Linked DNA regions of Sus scrofa: region 1 is linked to region 2. Evidence: chromatin contacts called from public Hi-C data. All regions are on one chromosome and are shown on one strand. Each heading gives the region's core, a stretch centred on a gene start, on an enhancer-like site or on the middle of the called end of the contact. The rest is flanking DNA. Distances are from core to core; before and after follow the strand shown.

The links. Hi-C and Micro-C count contacts between places; a contact is called where the count stands out from the background.
Region 1: a Hi-C map of liver shows a contact between it and region 2, with 6 times the contacts expected there. The contact joins the promoter of ONECUT1 here to the enhancer-like site in region 2. A contact is called at or near these places in 2 of 5 promoter capture datasets (both in liver) and 5 of 47 Hi-C or Micro-C datasets (fetal liver and liver).

What each region holds. Positions count from the first base shown.
Region 1 is chr1:118,912,075-118,914,774 of Sscrofa11.1, forward strand. ONECUT1 (hepatocyte nuclear factor 6) reads left to right here and starts at 1,326. Exons shown (of 2, transcript XM_001928991.5): 1 at 1,326-2,700. The coding sequence starts at 1,821.
Region 2 is chr1:118,228,842-118,231,541 of Sscrofa11.1, forward strand. No RefSeq gene overlaps it. Among named protein-coding and RNA genes, the nearest start is that of WDR72, 280 kb to the left of the region's middle. Within about 2 kb of position 1,255, at least 5 of the 83 cell types and tissues checked have an H3K27ac peak or open chromatin away from gene starts, as enhancers often do. A contact at or near this core is called in fetal liver and liver, where this site is marked.

The sequences.
Region 1 (2,700 bases), core at 76-2,575, 680 kb after region 2:
AGTTTGGTGCAGTGTAGGCCACACATACTTTGCTCCATATCTGAGCCCAGATACCCAGGCTCTGAGAAGCTGTCCCCCATTGTGACCACCGCTCGCCTGGGGCTGAGGCTTGGCGCTGACCCGGTTGTAACTGCCAAGGGCCGGACAATGAGCACATCTGTCCTTTCTCTGAGGGATGAAAGCACCTAAGCGGACACGCTCTGCCTTTTGTTACGGATTTTTTTTTCTCTTTCTTTTGTAAATGAAAGAAAGCCGGCGGCATGTGGCCACCGGGTGTACGTCCCACGCTGGGGGCCTCCCCACGCGTACCCAACAGGCCTAAGGACCAGGTTCGATTCCGGATTGGTGCTTGATTGTGGGAAGCGAACAATTACGCCCAAAGCTGAATTGATTTTCAAATCTGGAGGCTTCTCACAGGGACGCCGGGAAGAGGGCGTCCCTACGGGCCAAGCAGAGACCGGCGCGCCTAGTCCACCCTGCCGGCGTCAGTTCTTCCCACAAGCAGCGGCCTCTGGGTGCTTTAGCAGTAGGGCCATGAAGAAACCGTAGGAACAGCTCGAGTCTCGGCAGCACCATCAGATACCACGAGTTAATATGGGAACCCACCAGGGCACTCATAAAACACACACGCACACGCACACACACACACACACTCATGCACGAAGCGGCGCGCCACTTTAATTATCAGCTAAGCCCGGGAAGGATCCAGGCGGTGGAGGACTGCGAGGTATGGCCGGTGCCGGGTCTCTTGGCACTAAGTGCTCCTCTTCGCGGAGCTTGGAAGGGTAGGCAGAGAATTACTAGGGATGGATGACAGAGGTTGTCCGGTCAACAGTGGCAAGATTGACCAAGGCCTTTGAGATATTTGCTCCCCTCCCCCCGCAAAAGGCCAAACATCTGAAGATGGGGAGAGCGTGGACTCCTAGAAGCCCTCCCATGAAATAGGCCAGGGTGCAAAGAGTGATGACACAAGCTGAGGCTCCCCAGGCAACCCCAACCGGGAGACAGCGACTGGTAAGAGGGGCGATGGCTCTCTAGGCATAGTGCGCCACCAGGGATGCTAGCCCAGCAAGTGCGGGCGGGGGCTGGGAGGAGAGCCCACACAGGCGAGGGATCCTAGAGTAATCCAAGTTTCCCGGGGTTGCGGTGGCAGTCCCAGGTCGCGCTCTACGTTAGGCACTCGCACGTGCGCGTCGCTCCCTCCGCCCCCGGCTGGGCACCTCTGGTAAGGCCCCCCCCCCGCCCAACTTCATTTGTTAGGGGACGTCACCGGTTGTTGGCTCTGGGACTGAGGGGGCGGGGCCGATCCGTGCGCCTGCGCGCTGCGCCCAGCTGGCGGGAGGGCGGGCCGCGGCGGCTGTGGCGGCGGCGGCGGCGGCGGCGGCGGAACAGCGGCCACAGAGTCTGCAACAGTAACCGAGCCATGGCTGGAGCTGGCCAGCGGTGCGGGCAGGCAGCAGCCGCGGAAGGCGCGCGGGCTGCGTCAGGGGAGCCGGGGGCTTCACAATTCTAAGAAGGAGAGGGGTGAGAGGGGGCCGGGGCGGGTGGGCTGGGGGCACTGAGCTCGCCCAACTGCGCGGATCCTTTTTGGAAATTAATATTTTTTTAAAAAAATAAAAAAAACCGCGGAGGACGCAGAGGGGAAGGTGGGGGCAAGAGGGACGGCGAGACTCACTGAGAGGGAAACAGCCCCACAGTGAGAGGAAAGAAGGAAGGCAACAGTCGCTAGCAGCCGATGTGAAGACCGGACTGCGTGCCCCTTCGCCGCCTCTGCCCGGCCTCATCGATGTTGTGTCCGCAGCCCGCTCGCCGGGATCACGATGAACGCGCAGCTGACCATGGAGGCGATCGGGGAGCTGCACGGGGTGAGCCATGAGCCGGTGCCTGCCCCAGCCGACTTGCTGGGCGGTAGCCCCCACGCGCGAAGCTCTGTGGCGCACCGTGGCAGCCACCTGCCCCCCGCGCACCCACGCTCCATGGGCATGGCGTCCTTGCTGGACGGCGGCGGCGGCAGCGGCGATTACCACCACCACCATCGGGCCCCCGAGCACAGCCTGGCCGGCCCCCTGCACCCCACCATGACCATGGCCTGCGAGACTCCCCCAGGTATGAGCATGCCCACCACCTACACCACCTTAACCCCTCTGCAGCCGCTGCCGCCCATCTCCACCGTCTCGGACAAGTTCCCCCACCATCACCACCATCACCATCATCACCACCACCCGCACCACCACCAGCGCCTGGCAGGCAACGTGAGCGGTAGCTTCACGCTCATGCGGGACGAGCGCGGGCTGGCCTCCATGAATAACCTCTATACCCCCTACCACAAGGACGTGGCCGGCATGGGTCAGAGCCTCTCGCCCCTCTCTGGGTCTGGTCTGGGTGGCATCCACAACTCCCAGCAAGGGCTCCCGCACTATGCCCACCCAGGCGCCGCCATGCCCACCGACAAGATGCTCACCCCCAACGGCTTCGAAGCCCACCACCCGGCCATGCTCGGCCGTCACGGGGAGCAGCACCTCACGCCCACCTCGGCCGGCATGGTTCCCATCAACGGCCTTCCTCCACACCACCCCCACGCCCACCTGAACGCCCAGGGCCACGGGCAACTCTTGGGCACCGCCCGGGAGCCCAACCCTTCGGTAACCGGTGCGCAGGTCAGCAATGGAAGTAATTCAGGGCAAATGGAAGAGATCAATA
Region 2 (2,700 bases), core at 5-2,504:
GTCAGAATGAAAGATTTTTGAGACAGTAATGTTGACTGTCTGAGTTGGGCATTTACTTAAGCTGTGTTGCTGGGAAGCGAGTACCTGGCCTTCAATCAAATAAAGCATTCTCTAATGAATGAGTTCACATTCTGAAGTATAACCTCCAAGATCAGGACATTCAGGTACAAATGAATCATCCTTTGTAGAAAGAGTTGGCGATTTTTACACAAGCCTGAGAATACTTTATTCCAAGTATATGCCTCATGTGGATCATACTTGGCTGGTTTAGATTAACAAAGAACCATCAAATAATGAATTGAAATTTGACAGGAAAATGTTTTTAAGATCTGCACACCACAATATGTGATTCTACTTATATAAATTATAAAGATATAAAAATATATTTTATCTTATTAGAATACAAGATATTGGTTACCGTGGGGGTGGAGACCAGAAAGCGCCTGATGGACAGATTCTAGAGTGCCAGTAAGGTCTTGTTTCTTAATCTCTATAATATTTACATAAGTGTCCAGTTTGTGAAAAGTCACTGAGCTTTATAGTTATGGCATGTACACATGTATGTGACAAAAATTTTTATTTTCAACTTTCATATATATTTAATAAAAATTATACACATATATTAAAGTGTGCATATGTCTTGGTAGATTTTTTTTGGCCACACCCACAGCATGTGGAAGTTTGTAGGCCAGGGACTGCACCTGTGTCACAGCAGTAACCCAAGCTCGTACAGGGACAATGCTGGATCCTCAATCTGCTGTACCACGAGGGAACTCCTGTCTTGGTACCTTTTAATTCTGTTTAAAGAAATATTTATTTTCTTTAAGTTCAATGGATCTTTTGAGTAAACATACTTTTATTCTCCTTGAAGTTGACATATGAACACTTAATACACTTTTTTTTGAAGGAATTGTTATATCTAGCTTAATTTTTGTGTAACTGTTCATAAAAGTGAAAACTTATTCTCACAGCATCACCAAGCTCTAAGCTCCCTGAGGTAGGAGACATGTCCTGTTTATATCCTTAGAGTCTGCTATATGGTAGGTAATCAGTAATTACTGAATCAAATACAAAAGATCAGGCAGAACAGGATACCTGATATTCTCTAACCCTGACCTCTAGTCCCTTCAGTCTCTTTCCACTTGATAGTTCATAACATTGAGTACTAAAGGAAGTTAAAGCATAACTACTTCTGCTGTGGCCAGTTACATGATATGCAGGAACCCAACCTCAAATCAGGAGATATTGCACAAGGGCCAGGAAGTAGTCAAGGACAAGAACTGAGTAACTTCATCAGCCTTTGGTAAACAGGAGCTAGCACAATGGCCACGCAAAACAGGACAAGCTCAAAGTGCAGTGTCATGGCCAGATGTCTCCTTTCACTGGAATGTACACAGGTGCCCCTTAGGGACCTGCCTTGCAGGAATGTTTACAATGAATATTTACCAAATGGTTTATGGCATATATGCTTTGCCTTTTTTTACTCTCATAATAATTTCATGATATAGGTAATGTTATCCCTGTTTTATAGACAAGGAAATTGAAGTTTAGCAAAGTTAAGCAATTCACTCTTACCACGTAAATGACCACAGAAATGTAACTCAAACCTAAGTCTGGCTGACACTAGATCCCATGAACTGATGATATCACACATTTAAAAAGAAAAAAAAAAAAAAAAAAAACTCTGAAAACTCAGAATTATTCCTTTTTTTTTTTTTTTTTTTTTTTTGTCTTGTTTTTTTTAGGGCCACACCCTCAGCATATGGAGTTCCCAGACTAGGGGCCTGATTGGAGCTGTAGCTGCTGGCCTACACCACAGCCACAGCAACACTGGATCCAAGCCACATCTGTGACCTACACGACAGCTCATGGCAACGCTGGATCCTTAAGCCACTGAGCAAGGCAAGGGATCCAACCCGCATCCTCATGGATGCTAGTCGTATTCATTAACCTCTGAGCCATGACAGGAGCGCCACAACTCATAATTATTCTGATTAAGCCCATAAATTTAAAAAAATGTATATTTGGAGAGATATTGGAGTCTTCTTTATTATTTTTTATTTTCTGGATGATTTTTTAATTGCAAAAAAAGTTAAATAGAGATTGTCTCTGCTTTCTTTTCAAGGATAATTAATGTTGATTCAGATCCTTTGCTGCATGTATCTTATTTTATCCCTCACAACAACTCTGGAAAGAAGGTACTTTCATTATCTCTATTGAATAATAACCTGACTGAGGAGTTCCAAGGTTAAGTAACTTTCTTGGGGCCACTCAGCCAATGAGTAGCTCTTCTAGGTTTGGGAACTAAGTCTCTCCCACTCCACAGTCCAGGATGCCAAATAGCTTTCCTCTCTAGGGCTAACCATGGTCTAGCTGCCTGGAGTTCTGTGCTGAAATGCACTGCGAGGCCACTGCAGACCTCCAAAGGAAAGAAGGCTGGTATATACTAGTCAGGCCCGCCCCTTCTTTGTTATCCCTGTGATCTACTCTTTCCATAACTCACTTTTTTATGCCTCTGGAGCTCTACCAGTATTTAATTATCATAGGCCTTGTTATGATTCTCAACTTGCAAGGCATAGACATAAGATCACACCCTACTGAGTCATTTTTATATCTGCATGCTCCAAAGAAACTGCAACCATTCTATAAGCAAGTAGCAGACACAGAGGTTTGTCATGTTTCTATTTAGACTATAACTGT